5 separate regions of the Mus musculus genome follow, and all the other regions are linked to region 5. Evidence: chromatin contacts called from public HiCAR-type and promoter capture Hi-C data. All regions are on one chromosome and are shown on one strand. Each heading gives the region's core, a stretch centred on a gene start, on an enhancer-like site or on the middle of the called end of the contact. The rest is flanking DNA. Distances are from core to core; before and after follow the strand shown.

Region 1 (2,700 bases), core at 176-2,675, 2.2 Mb after region 5:
CTGCTCCCCCACTGCCGCTGTTCCCTGATGTTCTGCAGTTTCCCAGCCTCCACCCCTCCAGACGATGCTCCCAGACTCCCCAGCTCGACCTAGTCCATTAGCTCCTTATCTTGTTGGTGGAAGGGAGGGCAGTGGGAGCCCTCTGCCTTAGGAGAGAGGAAAGGCTTGCCACCTCACTGGTTAGAATCCTTCTAGAACTGTCATTGACTTTGTTCCTTGTTGCTGCCCCACCCTTTGCCACATCTGGCCAATGTCTCATCACTGTTCTTGGCATTGCTGGCAATGGCACGATCTTCCTCAGAGGGGCGCTACAATGTTGCTTCCTGAGATCTCAGCAACCCCTGTGCTTGGTGAGCATTTTGTTACATAGCAATTATTGGTAATGATATTCTTATGGGTTTCCCATTTCTTGTTTGGCTCCTATCTTGGTGTGCACATTCTTCCATGCCTGTTCCCATCATACATTTCACGATCTACCATTTTGGATGTAGCTCTGCCAAAATCTTTACACTGCTCTGGATTGTTTTTAAGAAGGCTTTTTATGTGACCTCAAATGCCTTCCAGTCTTCTCTCAGCTCATCCTTGAAGAGACATCTCACAGCCATGTTTCCTGTAATGCCTTCAAATTGACCACGAAAAAAGCAAAAGATGGTTCTGCTTGCTTGCTTGCTTTTTTTTTTATTCTTATTTTTATTTAATTTAATTTTTTTTTTTTTTTGAGACAGGGTTTCTCTGTGTAGCCCTGGCTATCCTGGAACTCGCTTTGTAGACCAGGCTGGCCTCAAACTCAGAAATTTGCCTGCCTCTTTTCGTGTCTGTTGTAATTCTACCCTGCTACATCTCCTAAAAGGCTCCTCAAAGACTCAGCTTTGTATGTAGTTGTGTCAAATTAGGTCGCTGCCCCTTAGCACTCCCTGCCTGTGTGTGTTTTGCTGGTTTTACCTACCGTATTGAGTGGGAGAGAGGGGGAGGAGAGAAAGAGGAAAGCCGTTTTTGTTTGTTGTTTGTTTTTCACTTCACCTCAGGCCTGGTGAAAAGATAAGTTACTGATTTTTTGGTTATTTTATGTCACTTGTCAGGGGCACCTTCTTTCCATGCCCCAAGGAAAATACAGTAGAATTTTCCCCAAATGGGTCCCAATATTAGTATCCCCAGGGAACTGACCTCAGTAACCAAAGGAACTGAGTCTCAAAACGGTAGAGTAGGTCAAGGCTGTCTTAGTCTCCGTCCTTGAGAGGGCGCTGCTCCCAAGTCAAATCCCCAGGGCTGGGAAAGAAATGCCTGCGCTTTCCCACAGGACTCTGGCAGCAGCTTTTTGCAGATAGAGTCCGCGCGGCCGCAGAGCGCCTGCCCATAGACATGGCGGCGCCCTCCTTGGCTTCGCGTCGCCCTGACCGTGGAGCTGGCCGGGTTTTGCCAGTTCTCGGGGACTTCCTGCACGTCTGGCATTTAAACGCGCGCCGGGGGCGGCGGGATGCTGCTGCGGATGCGGAGCTGTGTGAGCCGCTGCCTACCCGGCGCAGCCTGGGCTCCGCAGTAGCGGAGCTCGAGCATCCTTTAGTCATCTATCTGGGGAGACCTGGAACTCAGGCTTCGGCTTCCCGGCAGGTTTGTCTTTAATTTCCAAGGTTGCAGTTCTCTTGACACAATCCACAGCATCCTTCTCTCCAACCGGGCTGTGGATGAACCTGGGACTGGACTGAATCCAGCAGCTGGGGCAGCCCGGGCCATGGTGCGTCTGAGCCCCGAGCTCTGGTAAGGCAGTAGTGGCGGCGTTGTTCGAGCTAGGCGGGTGCCACTCCCGGGAGCTTCCTCCCAGCTGTCACAATGTTCAGTTGGCTGGGTAACGATGATCGCCGCAAGAAGGACCCTGAGGTCTTCCAGACGGTGAGCGATGGACTCAAAAAACTCTACAAGACCAAGCTGCTGCCTCTGGAAGAGTATTACCGCTTCCACGAGTTCCACTCGCCCGCCCTGGAAGATGCTGATTTCGACAACAAGCCCATGGTCCTGTTGGTGGGCCAGTACTCTACCGGCAAGACCACCTTCATCAGGTGAGCCTCATCTGGGTGCTGAGCCTTCCGGGTGACGTGGAAAGTCTTCCATTAAGGGCTCTGAAGAAATCCCTGTGGGAGGCCTCAAAAGTTGATCCTACTACCGAGTCCCCCATTGATTCCTATATGATGTCCCTCCTCAGTTCTTAGCCCTGGTCATTTTATTAAGAGTCATCCCTGTTGTCTGATCTGGGCACTGAAACTGAGGCACAGAAGGAACCAGACTCCTAATGAAGGTGGGGATACCGTAACCCTCCTTTTGACTAGAATCTCTTATCTCGTGAAGGGCTTGGGATTATCCCGGGGAGCCTTACCTTTGCAGCCGAGTTGTTCTCATGGTCGCGGGCCTGGGGATGGGGGTGAACTGGAGACCCTGGGGTCATTTATTCTTTTACCGTTTTTCCTTCTCTCTGACAGTGCTTTTAGGGCTGTCTCTTAGAGAAGCAGAATACTTTTAATAAGTTTCTTCTTTGAACTTAATAGTTCAATAATAATAATAATAATAATAATAATAATAATAATAATAATAATAATAAAGCAGCTTACAGAAGTAGAGGAGATACTAAGATGCCTCATCTGGCCCTTGACTTTGCAGGTGAGATAGCAGAGGTGATGGGAGGATACGTGATGGTTTAGAGCTGCACAA
Region 2 (2,700 bases), core at 146-2,645, 2.9 Mb after region 5:
CCTCCAAGTGCTGGGATGAAAGGCGTGGGCCACCATCACCAGGCACCAAACAATTTTTTATTGCCTCAAGTTTTTTTTTTTTGGAAAGGATCTTGTTAAATAGCGCAGGCTTGCCCAGAATTCTTAGCATTACTGTTTCAGACTGGGATTCTAGGTATGCGAGACCACACCCAGGCACCGCTACACTGTAACTACAAGTGACTGACTGACAAGTAACTGTTTCAACATAAAGTTTAAGAAAGATGTTCTTTCAAATCTAACGAAGGAGGATACTCCACTGTTACAGCAAATCTCTCCAACCCAATTATGCTCTGGCAATGAAAACACGACACAATTAGTATGAATACATGCTGTGCGCCTAGATTGGGCAGATCTACAACCACTACACTACCATCTTCCACATCTATGAGACCACTTAGAACTTGCGTTTTCTCCAGGCCATGTTCTTCTGTTCTGCTTTTCTTCTTCCTCCTCCTCTGCCTTCTCTGTCTCAAACCTCCTTCCTTTCTTTCCACTCCACTTTCCCTTTCTCTGCCCAATCATCAGCTTTCCTTTATTTTACAAATTAAGGTGGGAAGGTTTACAAGAAATCACCTAAGTGCTGACTCATTCCTTGTTCACAACTCCTCACAGGAGAACAGAATTGACATCAAATATAATTAGCCCCAGGGCAATCCACAACACCCCACCAAAAATCATGTAAATCCTTTGCAATGAGCTACACTAGGCTGACCTGTAATGTGTCCAGCACCTCATTAATGAGCATGTCTGTTTATTAAAAGATTTGGAACTATCGCTTCTCAGTCTTCTAAGATCAAGTGTAAAAAAAATCTGAAACTAGGGCAGGCGTCGTAAAAAAAAAATCAGGTTCAGTTCCAATGAAGAGGCTTGTCAGAGTGTGCAATGATAGAGGCCTACTTCCGGATCTCGCCTCCACCCCGCAACGCCCTCCTCCTCTGCCCCGTGCTGGGAACCGCTGGGAATCAGCCGCCCTGGCCACGAAGGGGCCTCTGGGCGTACCAGACAAGTCGCGCGGGCTCGGGTTTGCCTAGCGGAAATGCACAGGGCCCAGCACCACCCTCCCTGCCACGCGCAGGGCGGAACTCCCGCCGATACCACTCCCGGGGCTCGAAGGAAGAAACTGGGACGTTGAGGACGCAGGGCTGGCTGGAGCAGCAGCGCGTGGCACGCGCCTAGTCCTACCACGCATGCTCCGCGCTTGAAAAAAAAAAGTTTCAGCCCCGCCCCCTTCTTCTTCTGAGGCCCGCCTACCGGGCCCTGGGAGCTCTTCTGCGCATGCTTACTAGGCCAGGTCCCGCCCCTGCCCCGCCTTTTCTGTGCCTTCGGAAGTTCCTTATTAGCTTCCCTCTGCTCTGGCTAGATCGGCACTCCCGCGCATGCTCCACCCCCTGGGCTCCGGCCCCTCCTTTGGTGCGGCCCTCTCTCCCCTCCCCCGCCAGCCTGCGAGCTCGCTTGGCCTGGCCGGCCTGGCGGGCGACGTTCCCTGTGCGTGCAGGCGCTTGACTTCACTTCCGGCTAACGCGCTCCGCTTTGCCCCCTGGCCCCGGATGGTGACTGGCTGTGGTGCTGCACCTCCCGGGACTGTCACTGAGCGGCTTCCCAGTGTGATTGTGCTGAGCGCAGGCCGGAAGATGGCGGCTGCGGCTGCGGAGGCCTCGGGCCCGAGCTGCTCCTCCGCGGCGGCGGCGGCAGGGGCGGGGGCGGCCGGGGTCTCCGAGTGGCTGGTGCTGCGGGATGGCTGCATGCGCTGCGACGCCGACGGGCTGCACAGCCTCTCCTACCACCCGGCGCTTAACGCCATCCTGGCCGTCACCAGCCGCGGGACCATCAAAGTCATCGACGGCACGTCCGGGGCCACCCTTCAGGCCTCGGCGCTCAGCGGTGAGCGCGGCACGCCGGGCGGGGGCTGGGCTGGGCCGGCCGCGGGCGGAGACGGGTTGTGGGGATGCTGGTGGAGGAAGCCTCCCAGCCTCCGGGATCGGGATCGGCCTCGGAGGGACAGCGTGGAGCGGGAGGGTCGGAGAGGCCCGGAAGCTACGGCCGAGGACCTTCGGACTCGGAAAGCAGCAGCTTTTGGGGACGGGAACTCGGTTTGGCGGGGTGCGCTGCGAGTTGCTTTTCGGGCCTTTTGCATCTGAACCGGCCTGGTCCTGTGGGAGAGATGTGGAGGCCTTGGAGGTCGGTGCTGGTGAGGACCGGGCCCTCGCTGGCCTCTTGGACGAGATTTTGGGCTAGCTCCGGGCTGGACCAGAGGGAAGGGCTGGCAGTCTTGGCGGTGGCGGGAGAGATGGGTGGCCGGAGGCAAGGGGCGGGAAGCGTCCAAGCCGGCTGTCTTGCCCTCTTTTCCCGGCGAGTAGCGGCCCGCCGGTTGTCGTCTGGTCCTGTAGGTGCGGGGACCTCCGAGGGTTGCGCTTTCGCACAGGGGGCGGGCTGGAGTGGGCACTGGGATGGGGAGGTCAGTAGGAGAGGGAAGGCCAGCTGCCTGAACTGTGCTTGCTGGACTATGGGACTCGCAGAGTGCAAAAAAAAAAAAAAAAAAAAAAAAGAAAAAAAAAAGGTTAGTATCGGTCCTCTAGCTCTGAGTGCTCCCTCCTTCCAGTGTCAAGAAGCCTAGGCCCCTTGTAATTAGGTGGAACTTCAAGCCCTTTCAACTTGTTTTAGCATAGAGAGCTAGAGATT
Region 3 (2,700 bases), core at 147-2,646, 2.7 Mb after region 5:
GTCACTCATTTAGGCAACAAGAAATAATTGTGGCAAACTGAAATGAGAGGGGGTGGTTTTGTTTGTTTGTTTTTAAAGACAGGGATGAGGGGAGGGGGATGGGCGAGGGAGGGAGAAAGAGGAAAGACTGAATAGTTTATTGGATAGGCAATATAGTCTAGGAATCCAAAAACTCTGGGAATACAGATGGCATCGACTGGCTCTTAGAGCTTTTGATTTCAACTAACTTCTATTTCCAGATGCCAGTTCGCAGGAGTCTGACTGGCCCACGGTTTGTTTTCCTCTATGTGATCCAGGATCTGTAGAACAACTGCTGATCATTAGAATATGGGAAATATTGAGTAGATAGATAGTCTACCAAAGGAAGAAATGGTGAAGACATATACACACATCCACGTGCACACACAGATAGTATGGATTCTACCAAGTATGGTAACTAGGCAAAACCCAAGAATGACTGCATTCACATAACTAATCCTGAGATAACACAAACGTGTAATAGGTTAGTTGAAAGTAGGGTTCGTGGTCCTCGTGGTAATAAAGTTTTCCCTTTAGGATGTCTTGAACTTTGTCTCTGCAACTTGTTTCCCTCTCAGCTAACATACCCAAATTGCTACACACTGCCTCTGATACGAAACTCAGATCAGCCATCCTTTGCAAAAGACCTATTGGCTCAACCAGCAGAAAACAAAGATATATAAAGCAATAGGAGTGATGATGCACACCTGTAATCCTAGTTTTGGGGAGACGGAGGCAGAAAGATCAGGAGTTGAAGGCCTCCTTCCTCAGCTACAAGAGGAGTTGGAGGTCAGCATCTCACACAAAGGCAAACAACCGCACTGCGAGACAGCAGACCTGAGCACTAGTAAAGCCACTCAAACGCTGTTAACCCCCATTTAAAAATTTATTATCAAAGCTCCCTATTCCGATTCTTCAAAAGTCGAAGAACCTGCGGAGCGACGAACCCCTGGGACCATCGCAAGCCGAACCGCGCCTACAGAACTGAGGTTCCCAGAGAAAGGGGCATAGCAGGGGCGTGGGGGGTAGGAGGATGCCGCACATGCGCACAAGCTCCCAGGTCAACAAAGACGGCGGCGTACGCGCGCGCACCAGAGCCATTCACCGAGGACGTGCGCGTGCCCGGCCGCCGCAGCGAGGTGCCAGCGGCCCAGGGGACAGAAGGAAAGGAGGGGCAGGAGCCACCGGCCGCGGCGGGAGGAGGAGGAGGAGGAGGAGGAGACGGGGTTGTGCTCCTGGGCAGCTGAGGAGCGAGGGGCGGGGCCGGCGAGCGGCGCGTGCAGGTGCCAGGCTCCCGGGCTCCGGCTGGCGCGCGAGCGGCTCCGTGGGCCCCCGCCGCCGCAGTGGCAGTGGCCGCCGCCGCCGCCGCTTGGTCGCCGTCGGTCTGCGGGAAGCGGGTTATGGCGGCGGCGGCAGTGGGAGCTGTGAATGAGTTCTCCGGCCGGACGACGGAAGAAGAAAGGCTCGGGCGGCGCGAGCCCGGCGCCCGCCAGGCCTCCGCCCCCCGCCGCGGTCCCCGCCCCTGCCGCCGGCCCGGCCCCTGCGGCCGGCTCGCCGCCTAAGCGGAACCCGTCTTCTTTCTCGTCCCCGCTGGTCGTCGGCTTCGCCCTGCTGCGCCTGCTGGCCTGCCACCTGGGGCTCCTCTTCGCGTGGCTCTGCCAGCGCTTCTCCCGCGCCCTCATGGCCGCCAAGAGGAGCTCCGGGACCGCGCCGGCGCCCGCCTCGCCCTCGCCCCCAGAGCCCGGACCGGGTGGCGAGGCCGAGAGCGTCCGCGTCTTCCACAAGCAGGCCTTCGAGTACATCTCCATTGCCCTGCGCATCGACGAGGAAGAGAAAGGTACTACTGGGGGGCTGGAGGGAGGCCGGCGGGCTGGCCGGGGCGGGCGGCCCTGGGAGGACGCCACTTGCGTCCCTTTCCTGCACCCCCGGAGTTGATCTGCCTCGGGAGTCCGAGTCCCCACAGGCCAGATCCTGCTGTGCGACGCCTAGTTAGTTGATCCTCACCCCTTTCAGGGCGCCCTGACTCGACTTTGTTTCAGCACCCCCACACTTGTGCATGACCCAAGTCCCCGTGAGACACCCAGGCGTGCTGGTGACAGTGACAGTTGGCCTAGAGTGACCGACCACACGGGATTCTTTCTAACACTGTAAACAGTGTTGCTTTCTCTGAGCTGGGCTTCCAAAAGGTTTTGGTATCGAAACAGCTGTGTATAAACTTCATTGAGAAGGGTTCTGTAGTGTTTGGAGAGGAAAAAAAAAAGGGGGGGGTTGACTTGGATTTGAAAGGAGTAGTAGCTCCTTATACTTAGAGCCGGATTTGCCATATTCTGAAGTTTCATGAATTATTTTTACCAATATAGTGAGTCTTGAAGATTTCTTTTTTATTGAGCTGTATTTCAACCGCTAGTTGCTTTAGTTTTTACTATTTTGTTATTTTTATTTTATTCCAAGGCACTCTCGAGTTTCTAAATTTTAATGTTAAAAATATTAAATGAATGAGTTGGGTAAACAGGCATATATCATTCTACCATAGAAGATAAAACAAACGCTCCTGCCTCGCAGTGAAGGCAGGAATACTGCATACTTCAGGTTTCCTTCAAGCAACATCTTTTCTTCGCCTTTCTGTGTGGCAGGCATTGTCAATTCATTTTGCATGTGTCTTTGATCCTCACAATAATTCTG
Region 4 (2,700 bases), core at 199-2,698, 2.8 Mb after region 5:
ACTAAGATCAGTGCCTAGAAGATAAGATCTGCAAATACAATCTTTATAGGCTACAATGACTGTGCAAGAAAGAAACTGTAGAGATTTAAAACTCTGTTATGGGATAAAGCCAAGTATTTTCAGTTCAAAGTCAGCTATTCTGAGTTCCACACTAGCTTATGAAACATATAAGACTTAAGGCATGCTTCAGATTTTTAAAAATATTTTATTCTTGGACAGTTTCCTGGTATATAATAAATTTTAGTCCTTGTCTCACCCTTCCTTCTCCCCCACCCCCCACCCCCGAAAGTATTCTCCCTAAGAAATCCCTCTCTTATTGTTCTGTCTTTTTGGTACTTTACGTAGTGAAGTGTGACTTGAATTCAGTGTCCTGCCACAGCTTCCCAAGACAGGCACCATATACAAAACAGTGGACTCCAGCTACAAGTGCTTATTTTTTCCTTAAATTTGAGATGCTCTCACTAACTGGGGAGGCTGACAGTGACCTACTCTAAACCCCAAGTATGCTTGAACTGAATATTTCTACCTCAGCTACCAAATCTATAGGGTTACAGGTTTGCACCCAGTTTAGGCAATTGAACCCTTGTGTGTCATGCCTAAGGGCTCTACCACCTGGTGGTGGTGTCAGATCCTCTTAAACTGCAGTAGCCACTTGGATGACTGGAGTCAGGAAAAGCCATCACCTCTTTTCATTCATTCATTCATTCATTCATTCACTCACTCACTCACTCACTCACTCACTCACTCACTCGTTCGTTTTGGTTTTGAGACAGTTTTGCTGTGTAGTGTAGTCTTCCTGCCTCAGCCTCCAGCGTTAGAATAGTACGCAGGCGATGCTGCACCCTGACCGGTGACGTGCACCAGTAAAGTGCTCGTGGAGGCCAGAGAACAACCTTATACTTAAGGTTGACGTTCACCTGGGTTTTTGAAATCGAGTCACTAAGGATATGCCTGCCTCTGCTTTCCTGAGTGCTGAGATCAAACAGGTGTGGCCATCGTGACGGCGTAGGTTCTTGTGATTTAACTCGAATCCTTGTGTTCTTAAGCCAAGCGTTTTCTGCGACATTATTTTTAATGAAACAGTTGGGAATTTGATAAATGTATTTTTAACATAGGCTGAGTCTACCTCGAGGAGCCTGACCTCGAAATCAGCGAGACTTGCCCGGCCTTACTGTGACATTTCTTAATGTTCCTGCTTCTTCATTTTTAAAACAGGAGTATAAACTGTAATAAACTCACACTCTGGTAGAAGACTTTGAACAGACCTCAAAGTTCCTCCCAAGGTGATAAATGCCCACCCTTTCCCTGGGCGAGCAGCCCCGCCCAGAGCAGCTCTAATCCGCCCACTTCCCAGGCGGCGGAGAACAAAAAGACGGCGACCTAGGGTACATGCGCAGTCCCGCCCCCTCGCCCTGCAACCAATCGGATTCTGAAGGCCCGCCCCTTCCGCTTGAGAAATGCGACTTCTCAGAGCGTCTTCCGGCGGGAGCTGTACGGCTCCTTACCATGGTGAGTTGGCCGTGGGGTGTGCGGGATTCTTGCGGGATGTTTCCCTCCTGCTTCCTCGCTCGAGCGCCCTGCTGTACCGCAGCTGCTCGGAACCGCGTGGTCGGGCCTGCGCTGGGGTTCCCAGCGCTCGGGTTCTTGAAGGGTTCCTGCTCTGTGCCTCTACAGCTGGGAAATGCCAGATTTGCCTAATGTTAAAATTAAAGCTTCCTCTGAGAACAAGTGAACGCCATCAGCGACTTGAGGCTTGCGTGGGGCTTTCTAGGGCGTGTTCACTCGTTTGCTTTTCAGTGTTTGAATAGCTCGGCACTGAGCAGCGGCTACAGAAAGGGTTAGTGGAGCAGCTCGGGAAAGGTTCTAGTATACGCTATGGTTGTTGGAATGTCAGGTTTTTCCTAAAAATTATTGAGTTAATTATTAAGCTGAGTGTTTTGGCACATGCCTTTGGCCTACAACTCAGGAAACTGAGGCAGGAGGATTGCACTTCGAAGTTCACCCTGAGTTAAATAGAGACTCTGACCCGAAAAAAAAAAACAAAAAAACCCCATAATCTAAAACCAAACAACAAAACGCGTAAGTCAAACATAATTATCTCAGTATTCTGTAAAGGTGAACGGGTGGTTGCGTTTTCAGATGTCAGAGTGCTGACCGCCCTTTGAAACGATCACAAAAACTCATTGAGCCCTTACTGGTAACTTACATACGACAATGACATATTTGTGTTCTTACTGTTGCCACCATAAAGTTTCCTTCTTTGGAGGCCAGCCTGGTCTACAAAGTGAGTTCCAGGACAGCCAGGGCTATACAGAGAAACCCTGTCTCGAAAAAAACGAAAAACCAAAACATTAAAATATTATATATTAAAATGTCTAATGAAGATCTGTAAAAGAATTCACCGTATTCTTTTAAATTGTGTGGTTATGTGCACGTGGGTGCAGCTGTGGGAGAAAGCCAGAGACATTAGATCCCTGGAGCTGGAGTTACAGGGAGCTGTGAGCAGATGTGGATGCTAGGAGTCAAGCTTAGGTCCTCTGGAAGAACAGCCTGTGTTCTCAAGTACTGAGCCATCTCTCTGGTTCCCAGATTTTTTTTTTTTTTTAAATTTTGTGTATGGATGTTTGTCTGCCTGTTTCTTGGTGCACAAAGTACGTGTCTGGTGCCCGGGGAAGTAAAATGAGGGTGTTGAATCTCCTG
Region 5 (2,700 bases), core at 157-2,656:
TCTGTTGGTGTCCTAACTGAGGTGAATAGCCATTTATGTGCCGCTCCCTGAGGAAAGGAATGCAGGGCTTTTGGTGCAGTCTAGGCAAGCCTTCTACTACTAAGTTACATCCCTAACCCTAATACAAATATGTATGCGATAATGGATTTCCAGTAACATTCCTTATTAAGTATCATTATTAAAATACTGCCACAGGGCCTGCGAGATGGCTCAGCCAGTAGACACGAAGGCAAGCCTGGTAACCCGAATTTATTCCAGGATCCCAGGTGGCAGAAGAGACTCTGGGAGAGTTACCCTCTGACCTCCACACTGTTTGCAAGTTCTCATTCAGGGCCCACTCCCCAAATATTAAAAACAAAAAAATATGGTATTATTACAATGGTACTACAAAATGTACCCCCAAACAGTTCAACATCCTAAGATCAATACCCATACGCTTCAGAGCTGTGGGGAACAAACAGGTACGTCTCTGTTTAGCGAGTCCATACCATTCTGCTAGTAAACTGGCATAATCTTCATTTTAGATAAGGGAGTGGCAAATATCAAATGTAAATTCTGTTTCCTTCTAAAATTATCAGTACCTGAACATGTTTAAAAATCCAACATGCTGAAAAACTCCAAAGGTCGGTGATGAGAACATTCATCGGACTGTGGTAGTGCGCCGTCCGTCCTCGCCCTTCCTGGAACCCACACACACCTAATTCCCATGACAATACTTTTGGGATAGGTTCCGGCGTTCCCTCTTCCATCAATATACAGAGTCCTCCAAAGGTGGCCTCCGCAGAGAACTCTTACCGGGAAAACATGTCAGGATCTGGCCAGGATACTTGTCCTCGATCTCCCTGAACGCAATCGCTCCCCAGTTACTATTAAAGTGTCCGACGTTGCAGAGTAGGACTAATTTCTTTAATTGTGATTCTCTCTTTCCCGCCAGAGCTTTAATAAGCATCCCCGACTGAAAAGAGTCCTCTGGAAAGGGACCAGGAGGAGGCAGCGCGAAGCTCTCCGGGCTCGGTAGCCACTCGTGTCCAGCACGCGATCCTCGGAGTCATATCCTGTAGGGTCTCAGTGGCCCTGCTCTCCGCTCTGGTCCTCCGGATCTCGAGGGGGTAACTCCTCCCTCGAAGTTCCCAGCCCGAGCCTTTCCACATACTAGAGACAACCGGGTCCCGACGATCCGGACGCGGGCAGCACGGGAAGGGAACGACCGGTGCACGCGCTCTCCAACTCGCGTGTCCCCAGGCAAGGACCCGCAACCCCGGGAAATGAGCTCGCTCACGAGGCACCGACCCAAAGTCAAGCAGGAATGAATCGGCTCTGAGCTCTGATCGCCTCTCGGGCGCCTCAACCTCACAAGGAAGAACCACGTCGTCCTTAGAGAGCCTGACGTCCGGAGCAGGTGCTGTCGCACACGTGTGACGTAGCCACCGCCGTGCCCTTTGCCCGGTTTTGGGGTAGTGCAGGCTGTGGGCTCCCCCGCGTCGCCGACAGAGTGCGTCACCGCCTTGGCGTCCAGCACATGCGGTGGCCCGAGCTTAGGGCTCGTTGGCCTCCGGGCTAAAATCCTGGCTTTCCGCGAGTGGCAAAAGCACAGAGTTTACTTACTGCTCACCAATCTCCGCTAGCCGCCCAGGGACAGGAAGACCCGGGAAGACTAGACGTGGAACCTGGACAGTCTTAACCAGGTTTAAGTCACTAGTGGTGGTGGACAGGACCGTCACCCATCATCCCCAAGAGTCCAAAGTCATCTAGCCCAGAAAAATCGTTGGTCAGGCGTCATAGGACGCACTGCTTGCTGACCCGCACACCTTGCTCATAACTGGGAGGTCTATTTCGAATGGCTAGGGACTCTCTGGTCAGCCTCAGCCCGAGGTCTAGAGTGTTCACAAAGGTAGAGTAAGGTGGCAGTAGCCACCGGGGGTATAGCTCAGTGGTAGAGCATTTGACTGCAGATCAAGAGGTCCCTGGTTCAAATCCAGGTGCCCCCTTCCTATAATTTTGGTGGCACATTCCAGCACTTGGGAGGCAGAACCAACCTAATTTACATAGTGGGTTACAGGATAGCCAGAGACTATCCGATGGCTAAGCTACAAAATAAACAGGAAAAAAAAAAAAAAAAAAATCAACACAACTGTTTTAACCACCCCGCCTACCCAAATAAACACTTCTTTTCCTGTGCGCCACCACTGCCCAGCAATAAACACTTCCTAAAATTGAAGTTAGCCGGGTGTGGTGGCGCATGCCTTTAATCCCAGCACTCGGGAGGCAGAGGCAGGCGAATTTCTGAATTCGAAGCCAGCCTGGTCTACAGAGTGAGCTTCAGGTAGCCAGGGCTACACAGAGAAACCCTGTCTCAAAAAACAAATAAAATTTGTACAACAGCACATCTGTCTCAAAAAACCAAAAACAAACAAACAAAAAAACTGAAGTTACCTTTTGCACTCAAAGTTAAATATCATTAGCCTGCCTATAAGTTTATTGAGAATCAGACAGTACCATGCACATATATTGAAAATTTGCAATTCAGTTAGAAATCAGTATTTATGACCTACTATACAAAGAAGATTAAACGACGTCAGCAAGTCCCCTGACAAGGTAGCTGAGAAATGGGATGGTGGGATTTCTAACTAGGTTGACCACGTTCAGCAGCTCTTGTTGATGGTACCATACACCTTTCTAAAGACTAAGGAATGGTGGGGT

Evidence for each region. Promoter capture Hi-C pulls out the DNA fragments that hold promoters and counts their contacts. HiCAR-type assays count read pairs that join an accessible place to other places.
Region 1: a contact with region 5 is called in a promoter capture Hi-C map of pre-B cells, with 4 times the contacts expected there. The contact joins the promoter of Ehd3 here to the promoter of Trmt61b in region 5. A contact is called at or near these places in 3 of 39 promoter capture datasets (hippocampal neurons, liver and pre-B cells) and 1 of 115 datasets of contacts at active chromatin or transcription factors (astrocytes).
Region 2: a contact with region 5 is called in a HiCAR-type map of astrocytes, with 8 times the contacts expected there. The contact joins the promoter of Birc6 here to the promoter of Trmt61b in region 5.
Region 3: a contact with region 5 is called in a HiCAR-type map of astrocytes, with 8 times the contacts expected there. The contact joins the promoter of Spast here to the promoter of Trmt61b in region 5. A contact is called at or near these places in 1 of 39 promoter capture datasets (liver) and 2 of 115 datasets of contacts at active chromatin or transcription factors (astrocytes and large pre-B cells).
Region 4: a contact with region 5 is called in a HiCAR-type map of astrocytes, with 8 times the contacts expected there. The contact joins the promoter of Slc30a6 here to the promoter of Trmt61b in region 5. A contact is called at or near these places in 1 of 115 datasets of contacts at active chromatin or transcription factors (astrocytes) and 1 of 9 other capture datasets (liver).

What each region holds. Positions count from the first base shown.
Region 1 is chr17:73,803,416-73,806,115 of GRCm38.p6, forward strand. Ehd3 (EH-domain containing 3) reads left to right here and starts at 1,426. Exons shown (of 6, transcript NM_020578.3): 1 at 1,426-2,054. The coding sequence starts at 1,828.
Region 2 is chr17:74,526,900-74,529,599 of GRCm38.p6, forward strand. Birc6 (baculoviral IAP repeat-containing 6) reads left to right here and starts at 1,396. Exons shown (of 73, transcript NM_007566.3): 1 at 1,396-1,902. The coding sequence starts at 1,569. It overlaps Gm31645 (a long non-coding RNA gene), which reads right to left and starts at 1,301. Exons shown (of 3, transcript XR_385765.4): 1 at 734-1,301.
Region 3 is chr17:74,337,591-74,340,290 of GRCm38.p6, forward strand. Spast (spastin) reads left to right here and starts at 1,397. Exons shown (of 17, transcript NM_001162870.1): 1 at 1,397-1,855. The coding sequence starts at 1,447.
Region 4 is chr17:74,394,160-74,396,859 of GRCm38.p6, forward strand. Slc30a6 (solute carrier family 30 (zinc transporter), member 6) reads left to right here and starts at 1,449. Exons shown (of 14, transcript NM_144798.6): 1 at 1,449-1,509. The coding sequence starts at 1,507.
Region 5 is chr17:71,597,355-71,600,054 of GRCm38.p6, forward strand. It overlaps Trmt61b (tRNA methyltransferase 61B), which reads right to left and starts at 1,407. Exons shown (of 6, transcript NR_027952.1): 1 at 582-1,407. It overlaps n-TCgca52 (a tRNA gene), which reads left to right and starts at 1,917; the gene lies at 1,917-1,988.